Linked DNA regions of Pan troglodytes: region 2 is linked to region 1. A link is a contact called in public Hi-C data. All regions are on one chromosome and are shown on one strand. The core of a region is the stretch at or near the end of the contact, and the rest is flanking DNA. Distances in the headings are between cores, read along the strand shown. Region 1 holds the start of SPRY4 (sprouty RTK signaling antagonist 4). Region 2 overlaps LOC107974888 (a long non-coding RNA gene).

Evidence for each region. A called contact is a pair of places that touch in the nucleus more often than the background predicts.
Region 2: a Hi-C map of stem cell-derived neural progenitor cells shows a contact between it and region 1, with 2.2 times the contacts expected there. The contact joins the enhancer-like site here to the promoter of SPRY4 in region 1. A contact is called at or near these places in 2 of 7 Hi-C or Micro-C datasets (induced pluripotent stem cells and stem cell-derived neural progenitor cells).

Annotation. Positions count from the first base shown.
Region 1 is chr4:140,041,060-140,045,657 of NHGRI_mPanTro3-v2.0_pri, forward strand. SPRY4 (sprouty RTK signaling antagonist 4) reads right to left here and starts at 2,478. Exons shown (of 4, transcript XM_527058.8): 1 at 2,376-2,478; 2 at 549-735. LOC104006586 (a long non-coding RNA gene) reads left to right here and starts at 888. Exons shown (of 4, transcript XR_010157338.1): 1 at 888-1,074.
Region 2 is chr4:140,140,872-140,145,469 of NHGRI_mPanTro3-v2.0_pri, forward strand. All of the region lies in intron 1 of LOC107974888 (a long non-coding RNA gene), which reads left to right. Among named protein-coding and RNA genes, the nearest start is that of SPRY4, 100 kb to the left of the region's middle. Within about 2 kb of position 2,555, at least 6 of the 24 cell types and tissues checked have an H3K27ac peak or open chromatin away from gene starts, as enhancers often do. A contact at or near this core is called in induced pluripotent stem cells and stem cell-derived neural progenitor cells, where this site is marked.

The DNA of each region.
Region 1 (4,598 bases), core at 1,228-3,727:
GGAGGGAATTCAGTCCGTCACGGCTCCGAAGAGAAAGAAAAAATCTACGTCGAGCATAGGCCGCTACGGCGGGCTGGGAGATACACGGCAAAGCTGGCACCGTGGGCACCGAGCTGGGAGGTGGGCGAGCCGCCCAGAGCGAGGGCGCCCCCCGACCCAAACGGTGGCTCCTGACCAAGCCCAGAGACGCCCGTTCCAGCGTTCGAGGCGGATGGTGGCAGGAGAAGGAAAGAGGCCAGGCCAGAGGCAAACTCCCGGGACACGCACGGGGCTTCCCGAGTCTCAGAGGGCGGGGAAGCCGGGCTTGGCAATGCCCAGGGGTCGGAAACGGCGGTGCCAGGCTGTGAACACCCCCGGCGCCGTGCCGGCCGGGCCGAGGGCGTCAGGGAGCTGCGGCGCACCGCAGCGACTCAAGGAGGCGCAGGCTGAGGGAAGGAACACTGAGGCGCGCCTAGAAATAGCGCACCATTTGCCCCAGCCCAAGAGGGGAGTCGCGTCGCGGCTCAGAGCGGGGCAGTTTCAGATCTCCAAACCGGCCATGGACTTACTTTGAGGAGCTGCAGGGTCACAAGCATCGCCCCACGTCTGTGTAAATCCTGGAGCCGGAGCAGGTTAGCCGCCGCTGTACTCGCAGACGCCGGTCGGAGGAACCGGCAAGGCTCCCTGCGCTCCACAGCGCCAGCTCCGCGCTGTCAGCTCAGCTCGGTACCTCCGCGGCGATGTTGCAACCACTGCCTGGGAAAATGGCTTTTTTATGAATGGGAGGGAAGGGAGCGCCAGTGCGCACGCGTGCCGTTCGCGATTCTATGAATGGGTGGGCACAACAGACCCTGAGCGCGCATGCGCTCCGCTCCTTTTTTTATGAATGGGGGGCGGGAAAAGATCTTAACCCGTGATTGCTGGGACTGGCTCAAGCTCCACCAGGAGCCGTCGTTCTTTTACAAAGAGGGGTGGAGGTTCCAGTGGAGGTTGTTGTTGCCTTTTTTTTTTTTTTTAAATGAATGGAGGGCGGCGGCGACTGCTGCAGCTGGGCCAGCTGCGCGGGCTGCACCCCCTCCCAGCCTGCGAGAGGAGGTAAAGGCCACCTTCACGCCACTGCGGGCCTGGGCAGGAACCGTCAGTGTCGCTGGGGGGTGGGGGGCGCTGCGGCCTCCGGATCCCGGGTTGAGAGCAGGGTGGGGGAGGACACACCTAGATCTGGGGATCTCTGCCCCCCGCAGGCAGTCAAAAGGGGGGGGCGGGAGGACCCCTACTGGGGGCCTTCTCTTGCTCTAGGCCAGAGACGCCAGGCGGGAGGGGTCTTGAAGCTGCGTTTACCAAAAATTAGGAAAATGTCCATCATTCATATCAAAGGGTGGGGTGAGGATTGGTGAGTGAATCTGGTTCTTTTTCCTGAGGCTGAATCTCTCGTGAGTGCTGGCCGCCCCTCCCCCCATTTCTTGGGTGTAGACAGTGACTGGGCCCAGGCCTCTTCCGGCTCCAGTACCCCCCGGGGCGATTCTGGCAACTCAGCCAGAGGAAGCCTGGCCCTCGCCTCCCAGCGTTCCCCCAGCCCCCCGCCCCAGTGCAATGTCCGCAGTGCCCGGGCGTCTGCCCGCTCTCTGTCGCCCTAGCTAGGTGTCCTCTCTCTGTCCCAGTCGGTTTCCCAGCCCTCACAGGACGCTGGCCTGAGGAGCCTCGGTCCACCGAAGGCCCACGGCCCTTCGCTGTTGTAGGCGCCTTTCCCCAATATCCCCCACCTCTCACCAGCCTCCCCTCCGGGGAAGTGGGAGCGGCCGAGAACTGGCCAGGTGGATGGGTGGAGCCGGCTGCGCCGAGGATGCTGCCGGGGTGGCCTCAGGATTAAATAACAACGGGGCTCTTGAGCCGCAGAGGAAATGGAAATGGCTGGGGATCCTTTCTTTGCTGTTAATGATGGTGGCGTTGGGGGGCGGGGGTGAGGATCAGCTCAAGCCGGTGAAAGAAAAGCCCCCGCCATTAGGCCTGACTCCAGGAAGGCGGGGAGCCCTCGCAGCAGGCCCTGCTCCTCCCTGGAACGGAGGAGCCTGTAGCCTCCGGGAAGTCCGGGGCGGGGGGTGGCTTTGAGGCGTGGATAAGAGCAGAGTCTGGGCCAGGGCTTGGCCCTGAGTCCCTTGTAAGATCTGTCTTGCCGCTGTTCTGGCCTCACGGGGAGATTGTGTGGCAGTCTTTTTCTTCCTACGCCACTATAGGATTGTGCTTGGCTGTTGTCAGAGGAACCAATGAAAGGCTCCCAGCCCAGGGCTGAGGTCTGGCCTAGGGCTGGGGCTGGGACTCTAGAGACAGGCAGCCCAAGGTCACCGAGTCCTAGCCTAAAATGCCTTCTCACCATTCGGCTCACCTCTCCGTGTACTTACCCAGCTCCTGAGGGCAGAGCAGACTCTCCCCTAGGGAACCTCAGCCTTCCTTTCAGGGGCGAGACCTTTCTCTAAGACCAAGAGAACTCTTCGCCAGAAAAATGGGTACAGCTGTGCAGGACTTCCTTTTAAGGGTGTTGAAGTTAAGTATCGCCCTCTCTGTCAGCTGTAGGAACTGAGGCCAAGGGTCCTGCACCGGGTATATGGAAGAGCTGGTAAATTGTAGCACTGATTTTCTAGGTCTTTGCAACCTGGCTTTGCTACCAACCCTTCTCAGCATCACAGACCTAAAAACCTGTTTCTCGCATGTCATTTAAGCATTTTAAACAATGAAAGCTGAAGCAGTAATTTTCCAGCTGGTGCTCACCCATGGCCCTTGCTGAAACAATTAGAAGGATGGGAATAAATAAATCTTAAATCTATGGCAGAAAAGGAGGATTGGAGGAGCCGCGGGGAGGGGGGTTGCTATCCTGTTTTCTTTATTAGAGAAACTCAGGAGACAGACAGGATTACATTTCATAGTCTTTCTCAGCTTCCCTGAAAGAGAATGCGAGGAGACCCCAGCCTGTGGTGGGGAGAAGGAGGAGCTCCCAATCTTGAGCTGGGAGGGGCCTCTGATGCTTAAGTACAGCGAGATTCAGAGCGTCTAGAAGGGCTCTGGAGGTCATATTCTGGTTGTGCTTGGAACCTAAGCTGAGGAATGGTTTGGAGCAGCAGTTATGAAAATTTCATTCATTCATTCATTCATTCACTCATTCATTGATCGATTCTGTAGTGGGGCCTGCCCTGACTCTGGAGACTCAGTGGTGAGGGACAGACAGCCCTCCCTGCCCTTGTGAAGCTCACAGTCTTTTGAAAAGACAGACAGACAGACAGACTGCAACATGAGGTTCTAAGTGCTAGGAGGGAAATGAGCTTTCTCTGGGGTATGTTGCTTGCCGGGGAGGTGGGGGATGGTGGAAGGAGCTGATTCTGATTTGGTCATCAGGGAATGTCTCTGAGAGGGCGGCTTCTAGTTGTGAGTTGAGACCCAAAGACTGAGAAGTGAATCTGAGGGAGGACTGGAGAAACATCTCAGGCAGAGGGAGCATGGGTGGAGGCCGTGTGTGGGAAAAGCCTGGCATATTAGAGGTACTGACAGAAGGCCTCTGTGGCCACAGCTTTATGAGCAAGTTTGAAGTGAGCCTGGTGAGGAATTCAGATGTCATCCTATTAAGGATTTTAAGCAAGGTCTGACACATTCTGATTTGTGTTTTAAACCTCTCCAGCAGCCCTGGGGCCACAGTTTAGGGGGTGAGGGGACAGAACGAAAGGTGGTTGGGGAATGCAGAGCATTTGCTCCATTGCAGGGTGAAGACATCATGTTCCTTCTTTAGGATTGGGTGGCCGGTAGGCCTGTGCTGGATTTGTTTTTCTGCTTCATCTGACTCTGTTCATTCCAAAGCTACTCGATGTCTTCCCCAGGTATAACTTTCCTGCTAGAGGCACATCCTAACAACCTTGCATTCCTGCCAGGGCTAATGACAATCTTTTACCCTGATTCCAATAAAAACAGCCTCACTCCCACCAGATTGTGGCCAGGGGAGTAGAGTAGGTTCAGTTTTGAGCTTTGTTCTTTTATTAATCTCCTAGGCTTGCTAGGACCTGGAGTTAGTGGGATTGAGGAGAGGCAGGAATTCCAATTCAATGACAGTCACTTCTGGAGCACTTACTGTATGCCAGTTGTATGTGCAGCATGTTTTCATATGTAAAATTGTTTCAAAAAGCTGGGTCTTTGGCTGGGTGCGGTGGCTCATGCCTGTAATCCCAGCACTTTGGGAGGCTGAGGCGGGTGGATCACAAGGTCAGGAGTTCAAGACCAGCCTGGCCAAGATGGTGAAACCCCGTCTGTACTAAAAATACAAAAAAATTAGCCGGGCATGGCGGCATGCGCCTGTAATCCCAGCTACTCCAGAGGCTGAGACGGAGAATTGCTTAAACCTGGAGGGGCGGAGCTTGCAGTGAGCCGGGATCGCGCCACTGCACTCCAGCCTGGGTGACAGAGCGAGACTCCGTCTAAAATAAAAAAAAAAAAAAATGGGTCTTGATTGTGTCACCCCTCTTTTGCAGACCAGAAGTGCAAGGCTCCATTTAAAAATTTTATTTATTCCACAAAAAATTGTTTTTTTGGTGTTATTTTTGTGACACACTTCTTATGTTTCAGGCATAGTGCCAGCTGTTAAC
Region 2 (4,598 bases), core at 1,305-3,804, 100 kb after region 1:
TTTTTCTTTCTTTCTTTTTGAGACAGGGTCTCACTCCATCACCCAATCACCCAGGCTGGAGTGCAGTAGCAAAATCTTGGCTCACTGCAGTCTCCATCTCCCAGGCTCAAGTGATCCTCCTGCTTCAGCCTCCCGAGTAGCTGGTACTACGGGTACATGCTACCATGCTTGGCTAATGTTCTTGATTTTTTTTTTTTTTTAAGAGTCAAAGTCTCATTACATTGCCCGGGGTGGTCTAGATCTCCTGAGCTCAAGCGATCTGCCCACCTTGGCCCCCCAAATGCTGGGATTACAGGTGTGAGCCACCGCGCCTGGCTGCCAGCTTTTTGTTCTCTCTCTCTCCACAGTCACCAGAGTCCTGAGTCTTTTTCACATGTACTACATGAGTCTTTTTCACATGTACTATCTTCCACCATCCTGGATGGTTTGTGTGGTTTCTGGACTATGTATGCGGGATCTGTTCCTGTTATTTATTTCTATAAAGTATCTTGTTAGTCCATCGTCCTGATTATACCATCTCCCCTCTCAGACTCCCTGCCTAGTTTAGGGTCATCTTCAAATCTGATCAGCATGCCAGCAAATTAATGATGTTGAACCAGACAGGGTCAAAGACAGAGCCAACGACATGCCCCTCAGTTACTCCTGCCAGGGTTGGTGTCACATCTCCTTTGAACATGGATGAGCATTTCTCAAAGCATATTCCTTTTTTTTTTTTTTTCCAATATCCTCTCTTGAGGTCACCTTTGGCAGGCTATTGATTGATTGATTGAGACATGGTCTTGCTATATTGACCAGGCTGGCCTTGATCCTCCTGCTTCAGCCTGAGTAACTGGGACTACAGGCACTGGCCACCACACCTGGTTCAAAGCATATTCTGAAGAATACCAGCCTGAAGGATACTCAATAACAGAGCCCTGTGAGCAACACTGGAGACTCAGAAGGGTGGGGAAGGAGAAAAGGGTGGATAATGAGAAATTACTTAATGGGTACGACATCCATTATTTGGGTGATGGATACACTAAAGCTCAGACTTAACCACTACACAATATATCCATGTAACAACATTGCACTTGTACCTCTTAAATTTATACAAAACAACCCCAAACCAACCAGAGCCCTGTAATCAAATATGTTTAGATAGTGCTGTCTACCGTAATCCCTTCTGGAAGGCTCATGATGCTTATGAGCATATCACAAACTCTGAGAAGAAGTTGTTAGATGTAATTTTCCAAACATAACTGACCATGAGGCTCTCCCCTTCCCTGCCATGATAACCTGTATATAAATGTTGTAGAGAGCACAGTCTGAGCAGTGCTCATGTGGATATTCCACCCGTTAACATTCCATTTCGTTGTGTTATCATCTGATTTCCTCTGTCATTAACCACAAGGGTGAAATGACAGATGACATAAAATGCCTTGCTGAAAACTGGTGTATCTTGCCAGCCTATCACCGATTCAGAAGGGAGTCTGTCTTCAGTTGGACACGATTCACCTATTGCTGCTCTCATCCTAAGTCTGCCAGGTTGGCAGATTTAGGCACCCTGGCTGGGTACTTTTCAGGTGTTCTGTTAAGAGCAAAACCCAGACAGGCCTGGAGGCTCTCAGGAAAACCCAAAGCCAGGGAGTAGCCTATCATCAACCACAGTGGTCATAGTAACTGAAATTTAATAATAGTCCACAGTTATTGAATTTTTACTTTGTGCCAGGCCCATAATACATACTTCCTCTCCAAATCCTCACAAGAACCAGATGAGATGGGCAATACGACATCCTTACTTTGTAAATGAGGAGCCTGACGCATGCAGAGCTTAGAGAAGTTACTCAAAGGGATACAGCTAACAACAAATGGAGCCAACTGTCAAACTCAAGTTTGACTCACTCTGTAGTCCATGTGTTCATCAGATTCACTCTGTTTTGTTTTTTTTTTTTTTTTTTTCCACAATCGCACAATCATCAGGCATTTATTAAATGTCAGCTTTGGGTCTGGCTCAGTATTTGGTGAAATTGAAGACACGACAAAATATTAATAGACACAAGGAATTGACACTTTATTTGGAGGAACTTTTGTAGTTCAACGGAGAGAATACTTAGCAAGCAAATAGAAGTGAGTGCATGAAAACAGAGTGCCAAATGCCACATAAGTGGCACAGGATATGCTTCCGTGGCCTGCTCAGACCTCAACGGCCAGATCTCTACAGCTTGCTTTTAGAAATCCACTTGCCTATGGATGCCTCACTCCCAGTCTTCCGCTTTGTCCATTCTCACAAATTCCCCTGTTTGTCTTTGTCTTCCCCTTGTGTGACCTCCGCTTGTCCCCAGGGGAAACCACTAACCTCTTGGCTCCTCAGTTCTCGGTCTGTGGTGAACTCCCCGCTGACATCCACAGCGCTTGGAGGTGACCTAGTTTGAGTGAAACGCTGGCTTTTCAGTTATATATCCAGTAGGCTGAGCTGGCAGCTTGTCAGCAGGCTTATGTCACCTAATGACTGTGTCAATTCCCTCCTTGCCTGGCTTCCTGCGAGTAAATATCCTCAGGATGCTCTTGGAATCCAGAAGGTGTAGGAAGCCTGTGAGGTGGCCAAAGAGAAAACAGGAAAAAGAAAGGGGGAGAGAAGCAGAGAGGGCCTGCTCCTCCCTGCCAAAGTCAAAAAGAATGCACACCAGGGAAGAAAATGCTCTAAAACAGAGAGAGAAACTTGTGATGAGGTATCTCCCTATAGAACAGTTTTGCTCTAAAGGACATTTGTTTTTAAACAAAAAAAATTTTTTTTTGGCCTAGTCCGATCTCTCATTTCCCCCCTCATGCCATTCCTTCCTGTTTGGCGCTTTTCAAGTGGTATTACTTCTCATCCACAATAGTGACCTGCTGGGAGTCATAGCGGAGACATTTCCTCTCCTGTGGCTCTAGTTGTATTTTTAATCATCGACCTCCCCCCTCTTTCTTTCCCCTCTGGTTTTCTTCATAAACATTTTCTTAAGGCTGGGCAGCAAAGCCTCAGGTGTACCCATCATGTCCCTCAAAGCTTAGCTGTGTCTGGGGTTGATTTTTTTTATCCCCTCTCCAGGGGCTGCAGCATCCAGCATTCTGCACCATGACCTCCCTTTTGCCCAGTGAGCTACAGCCTTGAGTTTGGATGGTGCATACTCAGCGGTTTGGCTCTTTGCATTTGAGGGGAATAGTAATTCTGTGAGCTCATTCCCAGGGGAGCTACTCTCAAGATTCTAGGCCCTTCCAGCCCCGTTGGAGTTGGGTTAAAGGTTTCAAGTGGCGGTAGAGACGCTTGCCTGTCCAGCCTTGCCTGGGGCCCCACAAGGTCATCCTGGGAGACTGGTCAGCTCCATGGTCCCCTCCAAAGACTTAAGAAGGCAATGTTTAAGTTGCACAAACCACCAGAACAGATGAATTGGTTAAGAGTTCTCTGTCATTTTCTCCAAACAGGTATTAATAAAACCATGGATTCATAATCCTGAAGTTTAGCCTCAAATTTTTCCACCAGAATACTGCTACTTTTACTGAATGTATATCTCCCAGTGTTGAGAAGCAATTCTTCCCTCTCTTTAGTCCTTCCTTTGATCAGTTCATTTGTTCATTCATTCATCCATCCATCTGTATGTTCAATCGATAAACATTTGTTGAGCAGTTCATGGCCACGCACTGGGTAAACACAACAAACAAGGCCCTGCCCTTTTGTGGTTTATGGTCCATGGGAAGAGACCGCCAAGATGTAAAACAGGAACATGTGGCCATCCACTGGGAACCCGCTGTGGAGGGAATGGCGAGGATGCTGTAGTAGAGAAGCAGAATGGGGAGGCCCATCTGAACTCAGACGCAAAGGATGTGAAGGAGCTGACAGGTGGGGAGCTGGTAGGTCTACTGAACATTCCCTGCAGACGGTCAGCAGGTATGCACATATATGGAGGGGGGGGCAGGCTGTTAGGTACAAAACTTTAGCAGTCTTAATCCAATAGGACCCTTGGGGGAAGAATGCCACCATATCAACTACTCAACTTTTGAATGCCAGGGCCCACCCATGGCAGACAAGAAAAAGATCCACAGCATCTGCCCCTATTCTGCGTACCCACCTGGCCCCACCAAGTTTTATATCCTTGACTGAGTCTGTGATGAACTGTCGGCAGATGTTTATGTGCTGTCTCTTCAGTCAGGTCTGTAATCTCTTGGCAAGCCCATTCTGTCACTCTCCCAGTTCCTGCTGTTGATCCATTCAAGGGAGTGGTTTCCTGAATCCTATCACAGTTTTATAGTACTTGGAGCCCAAAGTTATAACAAATGTTTGCATGATATATAATATGTTCCTTACAATATGTTCACTTATTTATATTAAAAGGTATTAACCACCATTCATAGCAAATGGAACTATGGCTCCAAGAGGATAAATAACCTACGGAGCTCCAGGCTGGTGAAGGAGAGGAGCTGGGAATCACTCCTGCCTTTTCTGGCTGTTAAGTGACTTTCTCACCAATTTGAGTTGCAATTACTGTCATGGATACCAGTTGGGTACAGTTTCTGTTTGGAGTCTTCTTGGGAAGGGATAGAACAGTCAAGAAACTGCCCCACTATCAAACCCACAGAATCCA